2 separate regions of the Sus scrofa genome follow, and region 1 is linked to region 2. The links are chromatin contacts, called in public Hi-C maps. All regions are on one chromosome and are shown on one strand. Each heading gives the region's core, a stretch centred on a gene start, on an enhancer-like site or on the middle of the called end of the contact. The rest is flanking DNA. Distances are from core to core; before and after follow the strand shown.

Region 1 (4,440 bases), core at 1,607-4,106, 160 kb after region 2:
GTAAAAAGCAAGTAGCAAAATAATATATATAGTATGATGTCCTATATGTTGAAGAAAACACAAAGCAAGTATATCTGTAATGCATAGAAGATATCTTAAAGCGTACACATCAAACTCTTAATGATGATTATCCCTGGGCAAAAGAAAGAATGGGGAGGGCGGGGTGCACATGAAGAGTACTTTTTTGTTGTTGTTGTCTTTTGTCCTTTTAGGGCCGCACCAGCGACATATGGAGGTTCTCAGGCTAGGGTTCTAATCAGAGCTGTAGCTGCTGGCCTACACCACAGCCAAACAACCCCAGATCCAAGCCACGTCTGCAACCTACACCACAGCTCACGGCAACTCTGGATTTTTAACCCACTGGGCAAGGCCAGGGATTGAACCCACAACCTCATGGTTCCTAGTCAGATTCCTTTCCACTGCACCACGACAGAACTCCAGGATTTTACTTTTTACTGTAGGTACTTTTCTCTATTGTTTGAATTGTTAAACATGATCATGTATTAGTTTTTCAATTAAAGAGATTTTAATAGAAATAAGTGGCAAGTAGTAAAAAGGAATTTGTGAGTTTCTGTTTCTTTTATTTCTGAGGAATGCCATTGTTTGGTGAGACAATGTGGACTAGTAAAAAGAACACAAATGGGTTCTAAATTGACTCAACTGTTGTGGGGTGGTGTGAATGCATCAGTACATGTAATAGAGGGTCCGGAGGAAGCAGGAGCAAGATCTGAAAAAGAACAACTACCTCACATTGCTGCTGTTAAGAATTCATTGAAAATTGTTGAGAAAGGTCTCTAACAGAGGGCTAGACAAGCAGGCAGGCATTTGATACAGTTTATTAACATTTCCTTATTCATGGCCCACTTCAACCTTTGAAGTCTTGTTTCCAACAAATGGAGATAATGTAAAAAGGATTTTAAATATGTCAGACATGTTTTCTGAAATTGATTCTGAAAACACAGTGATCATACAGAATTATCTCCTCCAGTCACTTCATTTTGCGCTTGTTAATAAGTTTATATTGAATACTCCATTTTGGCTAACTCTAGGCAAAAATAATGGGCTAAATGTTTACATCTGATTAACTATGGTCCAGAGAGATATGATCTCCTAGGGGATATGACTTAAAGACGAGAAGAGCTAAAGAAGAGGACAGAAAACTGGGACTATTTAGTGCTTTATGGGCCACACTGCTCTTTCACACCCATTTGATCTCTATACAGATGAGACAGGCATGGATGATATGAGTCTCATTAATGAGTGAAAAGGAAACTGAGGCCCAAAGAGGTCAAGAGACTTGCCCAAGGTCACATTCTCAGCAAAGCCAGGTCTTACAAACCAGTCGATTTTTATTCATTGTTCTGGCATCTAAAAAAATCAGTGGCCTGGTGCAAGAGCTGAAAATGTGGAGGAAAAACTTTTTAAAAAACAGGACAGTCCTGTAATAGGATGTAAGTATTCCAGATGATCAGTGTATTCGTCACATACATAATACAGTTTGGTTTGATACCATTCAAGCTAAGCAATGAATAAAAAATCTTAGGTCTCAAAGTAATCCAACATCATTTTGGCAAACCTATTGGAGGGTGAGAGAGTTACTCTTAAGCAGTGTTTGGGTATTAGCCTTTGTCCACTGTAAGTGAGAATTTGCTGAAGAAAACTGTGATTTAATAAACCATTTATCAACCTCTTGGTGGCACAATGGGCCTACTAAATGTTGGTGGGCTGCTTGCTGTTTCTTCAGCAAAGAACAATCAGTAAAGCTTACTTGGAGGGCACTTGCGGACAAGAGAGACAACCATGTGAAGGGCCACGTGCGTGTGACTTTCATAGAAAATACTACTTGGTGATGATGAAATTTGTGAAGGGTAACTACCCGAAAGGAAAAAGCGAAGGTAAAGGAAGATCAAGGGCAGCTGGCACTCAAGCTTACCCAGCAAAAAGCACAGGATGTTAAACCAATTACAGGGATTACAGTGTCTTAATTTTTAGGAAGAATTGGTTGTTGAAGCAGCCAAATTCCAACCTGGGGAGACGGCGAGTTAAAATTTGAAGGAGACTTGCCCAAGAACTACTTAGGTAACTTTCCCACGTCTCGGAGAGGAGTAAGAGGCGCCAAGGGAGCGTGCCCCATACCTCACCCCAACCTCTCAACATCTCGGCCCCAAACCCGGTCTGGGGCCTACGACTGGCCTCCGTTGTGTTGTTTTCGCTCCTTTTTTCCACCCCGCCCCTCTCCGATTAAAAAAAAACTGGGTGTGCCCTAGTTTTTGCACAGCCCCCATCCGATGGGTGGGGGACAGGTCCCGACCACTGCGGGTTAAGGCCCTGCAGCTAGGCGGGAGCCGGCGGGGGCCGACCAACGCGAGTCCGGGAGTAGCCGAGCGGACGCAGGCGGCCGCGCGCCGCGCTTAAACTCGCGCCTCCACCAGCTCACGAGCTGCGCCCCACCCGCTTCGTCACCAAAGGCGCCCAGCCAATGAACGGGCCGGAAAGGCCGGGCCTGCGGGCTAAGCCCTGGGAGGGGGAGCGGAGGGAGGAGGACGGGAAGTTGAGGGCGGGCTATATTTGATTGACAGACCTCTCGAACCAATCTTCCGCGCGGCTTCTCTTCGCTCTCTACTCTGCTCTGCTTAGCTCTTCGTCCCACCTTCTCCTCTTCCACCCCCCCTCCTCGCTCCTTTGCGACCCGCCCCACTTCCCTTCCCCCACTCTGCGGGCAAATCGCTGCTGGAAAGAGGCGGGGGCCGAAGCGGCGGGCTCGTGTGGAGCCTAGAGCAGAGATTGATGGGCGATATGACCAATAGGAGGTAGGCTGATGGCGCGGCTATGGCTGGAAGCGGCCAATGGGCAAGCGGACTGGGGGCGGAGGCCCAGGTTCCAAACGCTCCGCGGCGCCATGGGCTGAAAACTCAACCGAGATGGAATCTCCCAGTCTGAACCGGTTTCAACCGGTTCCGAGTTTGAGGCACTAGGAGGAGGGGGAGAAGCGGCTGCAGCGGCCGCGGCAGGAGCAGCGGGAGCTACAGCATCAGCAAGAGCAACAGTAGCTACAGCCCCGGCGGCGGTGCCTGTTCCAGTCTTTGCTGCTGCAGTCCGTGCAACCACCCAGAGGGGGAGGGGGGAACCACCAGTCGCTGAGGAGCAAGAGAAGGGGGGAAAGTTTAGGCGAGCCTGGGTGGGGGGGGCCCAGCACCGGAGCCGCGTGAGAGAGGGAGCCGTATTTTGGTAGGGGGGAGTCGGACTGTAACTGGCAGCAGAGCGTCCCCCGACCGTGTGGACTCTACACCCCCTACTCCTGCCGCTCCTGCTGCCGCCTGTGGCTGGAGGGTCCCCCTGGGGCTGAATCTTTGGGACCTGACCCGGTTCCCCTCCCCCTTCCCTCACGCCCCAGCCAGGCGGGAGCATTTATTCCACATATTAATTCCCCTTCTTTTTTTGGGGGGGAGGGTGGGTGTGTGTGTCGGGGGGAGGTGTCCCTGAGATAGTAAATATTGAGCTTTTTTTTTTTTTTTTGCCCTTATCGCCTTCGTTTTTTTTTTAATTTCTTTTTTTAAGGTGGGGAAACTGTGAAACCCACCTTGATTTCCTCCCCTCTTCCCCCCCTCCCCATCTTCCCTCGCCCTAATCCCCCGACAAGGAAGGAAGAAGCAGTTGGTTCAATCTCTGGGTAAGTCGACTGTGTCTTCGGGGCCGAGGGTCGGGCGGCGGCGCGGCCGGGCGGGAGGAGGCTGGTGTGGGGCGCGGCGGCGGCCGCGGGAGACGAGCCGGGGAGGCGGCGGCGGGCCCACAGCACAGCCTGCGATTGAATGGAGCCGCTTCTGCCGCTGGGGGATGGAGGCGGGGAGGCGGCCGCGGGAGGGGAGCGCTTGCTTGGGTCATTCGCGTGTGCGGGTAGCGGTGGAGGAAGGCAAGGAGCGTGATAGTGAAGTGGGGCCCGGCGCGGGAGTGGAAGGGCTTCCCCAGCCCAAGGGGCCGGGGAGAAGTTAGGGTGATTTCAGGAACATCTCAGGAAATTATTAGGAGTGGAAGTTTCCAGAAATATTTAGTGCAGCAGCATTGAAACGTCCGCCTGCATCACGTGGCCCCTCGGTGGAGAGCTTGGGATCGCGGGAGGGAGGGGCTGATGCCTGCTCCTCCTGCAGGGAAACTCAGAATCTTTGGGTTTTTGCAAAGTAGGATTAAAAGTAGGGAAGGTTATTTGGTTTTTTTGGGGGGGGGGAATCTGCAGGTGAGGTTCCATGCTGTAGTTTTGCTTTCACGGACTTGAGTGTGTTAAGTGATCAAAACGTTTACTGCTGGCGCTGTACAGTGGACAATATCCTGATTCTGCTTCATTCCGATGTCTGAGTTTGGGGTGGGTGGAAGGAAGCGGTGTACTAGAGGAAGCATTAAAGATCTGCCCAGCACGGACCTCTGATCACGCAGAGGCCATGCTGC
Region 2 (4,799 bases), core at 186-2,685:
GTCCTCTACCTCATTTCCCCATGAATTCTTAGCCTTTGAGGTACCCAAGATACTCAAGGAGATTGACAGGAAGAGTCAATTATGCAATTGCGAGGCAGCCCTAAGAATGCACCCAGTCTTGTAGTCAGCATATCTGTATCCTGTCCTTCCGAGGCCAAGAAACCTCAACAAACCTTCCATTCACCCACTCAGAGCTGTGTGTCTCAACTTATTACATATGTGTATATGTATCCCTTCTCTGGGAAGGGATCAGCCTGGGAAGGATGGAATACATATCTTAAACATTGCTGAATCCTTAGAACCTCTTGCAGAATCTTGTAGGTGTAATGTTTTGCTGCTGCTGCTCAGTAGGTGCTGTTATTATTCCCTTTTAACCAATGAGAGTTTTAAGTAACTTGCTTAAGTCTCATATCTAGTGAGCAGGGGACCCAGGACTCAAACCCAGTTTATCAGATTCCAGAGCTGGTGCTTTTAATCACTAGGATACTTGCCTCTTATGAATATTCATAGGCACCAAACTCCAGCCAGGCTGCATTTGCTCGTGACTGCATTTGCAGTGTACCAGGTAACCAGTTTTGCTCATAACTACTCTGGGGTATTTCAGATTGTGTTCATATGAAGTTGTAAGTCTGAAAATAATTAAGAAAGGAACTAATTTTAAAATAGCAGGAAGGGGTGATGTATAGAGGCCCACTTTGACATTTTGATGTGCTTTTAAACACACAGCTCAGGGCTATAAAAGCCACTACACTAAGATTGCAGAATCATTAAAAATAAAATTGCCTGATTAATTTTTTAGAGAACTGTAAATGATATCCTGTCGTCTCTGGAGAAATCTTTCCCACCTCTTGGTGACCAGGATGAATAAGTTGGCTACTTTCCTTTTTGTTTCTCCATTTTCTGCCCCAGAGGGTCAAAATAAAATTATCTCAATTGAAGATTTAAGCTTTATTTGATGAAGTTTCTAGCTACTTAAACTGGAAGCAAGAAAAGTCATTTTATGGTGGCATGACAGTAGAAAGCAGTTAGGCACATTCCTGCTTAATGATGGAAGATTAGTCAAGGTTATTATTAAGTTTTAGTCTCTTCATTTAACTAATAAGATTGATTAATACCCTTCCTATCAAGGGAAAAAAAAAAGCTTTATGAAGTCTTGACTATTGATATTTTTACCAGGTTACCCTTTGTATTTTGAGTGAAAGACACTCTATGATGTACCACTGAGTTTCCTCGAAAGCTCCATAGAAACAAACAGATGGAGAAAAGTCCAGGGATAAGATAACCCAGAGACTTGAACCTGCAGCAAAATGGAGTTTCTCCAAATTAGGCATCAGGAGAAGCAGCAGATAAGAGCAACTGGCAGCTGAAGATATCCTTGTTATTCTCTGGGCTAGAATCACGCTGGCAGAAGCTTTAACTAACTAAATTTACTTGCATGTTCTCCGAAGGGAGTGATCATATTGCACTAGGGTCACTTTTCATAACACACTATTTTGCAAACCAGTTCCTAGGACCTTGTAAAATATTTGATTTCCAAACCTCAATATAAGTATTAATATGTCGGCATGTCCATTACATGTTCCAACTCTAAAAAATGAGTTTAACTATCCACCAAAAATGGAAACTCCAGTAATATTTATGACTTCTTAGAGCATACAATCTTCATTTTGAAAGACTTAAAGCCATTCCAAGAGGTATTTATCCAAAATTAGCATCCAGTAACAACGCCTTGGGATATCCCTGTTCTGGCAGCACCTGTAGCCAGATCTGGTTACAGTTATTCAATCTAATGCTGGAGCTGCTGACCTCAGGAAGACAGGTGTCCTCTCCAACAGCAGGTCCCTATTCTAGTCAGTAAGAAATGTGTTCTGTTAAATTGCCTTCAGGCCCAGTCTGTTTGATCAGGTATCTGGCCAGCATAGTAGCCTCATCACAAAGAATTAATGGAGTTTTCATCTCTTCCCCAATAAATTGCTCTGTAGTTAATTGAGCACTACATTTCCCAAAAGAAATGCTCCTTTGGCTAAATACACAACACCATTCATCAATTTATTTATTAATTAATCCAGTATTTATTGAATACCTATTATGTGCTAAGCACTAGGAGATTATGGATTTATGAAATTTAATGACAAGGAATATCTTTCATCAATAAACCTAATAATTGTTTGAAGAATCCAGATTAGATTCTACATATTCTATTCACCAAGCCCAAACTTCAAAGCCCATTTTCAGGTCCTATCTCTTCACTTACTCATTTAGGGAAACTTTATTGGGTTTTTAAAAGAACTGCATTTGGCGCTGGAATGATGAAGAAGAAAATACCCCACCACCAGGAGCTCCCAGGCTTGTGAGGAGATAAGTGAGGTAGACAGGACCCAGTTGTGGAAATCTTTGTAGCCAGGCTAACCAAGGAGTATGGGTTTTATCTTACAGCAGCAAGGAGCTGTTAGACAATCCTGAGGAGAAGAGGATCATGATTAAACCTGCATTTTAGAAAAATCAGTTTGATGATGACAAAGAAGATGGAAAGTAAGGGTGGCCAGAAAGAAGAAACCAGAGGGGAGGAAAATACAAATTCCAAAATTATTGAGGAATAATAGAAATAACAAGATTTTAGTAACAAACTGAATGTGAAGACAGAGAGGATGAAGTCCAAGATGAGTGCTAAGATTCTGGTCTGAGCGGCATTAGCAGTGAGGAGGAGGAACAGGGTTAGTGGGAAAATGAGTTCAAACTTTGAACATGTTTTGCTGCAGGTTTCTTTGGAAGATCCAAGTGTCAACATCAAGTTTTCTGTCATAAATATTTGTCTGAAATCATGAAAGAGGTAAGGGCAGGAGGTAAGGATTCGAGAGTCATCACCTTATAAACTGTAACTGAAACATGATTATGAGCGACATTGCCAATTCTGTAACCATCCCTCATCCCAAATCCTTATATTCACCCAGCATTCATTTTAAAACTTTATTATTCACTAATTCCTTTATTTGGGTAAGTAATACATATGGAACTCCAGTATCATATTCCAGGTGATGCAGAAACCCTGGATGTACGTAGATGAGTAAGCTTTAATTCCCTACGCTAAAGGATCTCATACATAACCTGACTGTTGACTAGAAACTAATTCTCCAATTCTATGTGTGTCTAAGTCTTAAATCTTTAAGAGGATAAATTCCCAAGGTTTATCCTCTTAGATTATTATTTTTTAATTCTTATAGAGAGCTAACACAAAGTTCTGCTCTTTATAGATGCTTAGCGTGAACCCTGAGTGACAGATTGATTACTCATTTTAAAACATAGATGAATTTATTTATTTTTAAATAGTGTGGGGGAAGAGTTCTGACTAGAAGGTATTAAATTTTCATTGTAAATATTTAGAAACTACAAAATAAATAATAATTATTGTTAATATATTGTCCAAAGATAACCACTGTTAATATTTTATGTAAAAATACTCAAAATCCATTTTCTAAGTATAAAAACATGCCCTATTACATTTTGGGACTCATATTGAATATATTTTTGTGTCACTTTTTTCATTTACAAATGCTGTATCATGAACATCCTCTTGTGCCATTAAATATAGATTTCCATCGTTATTTTTTATAAGACCATTTCATTGTATTCCATGGTATGGCTGTACCATAATTTATTTACCAGGTCCTGCATTGATGGAAATGTAGGTTGCTTCTGAATATTCATTACTTAAACAGTGTAATGATGAATATCTTTGTACTTAAGACTTTGTGTGATCTTTTCTGTACAATAAATTTCTAGGAATGGGTTTATACGTCCATGAGACTTTATGTGTGTATCACCAAATTGTTCTTTGAGTATGCGACTATCCCCATCTAGGGTTTGAGTTTCAAAATTCAAACTAAAGTTCTTTTTGAAGGCTATTTAGAGGACAAATGCAGAGACTTAAGACTTTAAAAGTAGAAATACAGCAGAGTTCTCTTGTGGCACAATGGGTTAAGGATCCAGCATCCCGTCAACTGCAGCCTCTGGGGTCACTGCTGTGGCATGGGTTCAGTCCTGGCCCAGGAACTTCCACATGCCGTAGGTGCTGCCAAAAAAAAAATTTTGTTTAAGAAATATAGCATACATACATGAAAGTTCACAAATCAAAACTGAGCTTGATAAAATTTTATGAAATGATCACACACATGAAACCCAGACTAAGAAAGAGATCATTACCAGGACCCTAGAAGCCTTCTGTCTTCCAGTTACTATACAACATGGCCACTTTCTCCCCAGGAAGCTCTCAGCCAGCAACTGAGCATGGCATAGGTACTAGTAACTGGACATTTCTGCTCAATATTGGCCCCCTCTGAGGGCTGAACAAGATTTTGTCAGAGCTACACCTCAGTCTAAGGTTCTTATTACTCAATTCTTCTTTTCCCCTCTCCTTCCCAGGTGTTAGACTTGCATCACAGTCTAAAATTTTACCCTGACTACTTTTGTCCTTTAATAGATTTTATCAGCAGTAAATCTCTTGCATTTCTAACTCTGCCTTGTTGTCTGCTGTGCAGAGGACCCACCAACACAAATGGTCCTGGAATGGGCTGAAATGACAAACTATGTTTGAGGACTGGACCACATACATATCTCCCTGCTGTCAATGTGGACTCTGTCCAAGTGGTAAATGGGCATGGATAGTCTCAGCCACAAGTGGTAGCCCAATTGCTAAAAATATCACCAGTAGTGACTTGAGAGTGGCATTCCAGTGCAGAATGCCCTGGCTGGTGAGATGGTTCAAGCCTTTTTAATTGCATGTAATCACACACAAGGATAAT

The links. Hi-C and Micro-C count contacts between places; a contact is called where the count stands out from the background.
Region 1: a contact with region 2 is called in a Hi-C map of skeletal muscle, with 5 times the contacts expected there. The contact joins the promoter of XPO1 here to the enhancer-like site in region 2. A contact is called at or near these places in 1 of 5 promoter capture datasets (liver), 7 of 47 Hi-C or Micro-C datasets (heart right ventricle, liver, psoas muscle and 1 more) and 1 of 2 datasets of contacts at active chromatin or transcription factors (skeletal muscle).

What each region holds. Positions count from the first base shown.
Region 1 is chr3:80,252,160-80,256,599 of Sscrofa11.1, forward strand. XPO1 (exportin-1) reads left to right here and starts at 2,857. Exons shown (of 25, transcript XM_021087484.1): 1 at 2,857-3,670.
Region 2 is chr3:80,095,291-80,100,089 of Sscrofa11.1, forward strand. It overlaps LOC106509808 (a long non-coding RNA gene), which reads left to right. Exons shown (of 4, transcript XR_002342701.1): 3 at 2,760-2,830. Among named protein-coding and RNA genes, the nearest start is that of FAM161A, 140 kb to the left of the region's middle. Within about 2 kb of position 1,436, at least 2 of the 83 cell types and tissues checked have an H3K27ac peak or open chromatin away from gene starts, as enhancers often do. A contact at or near this core is called in skeletal muscle, where this site is marked.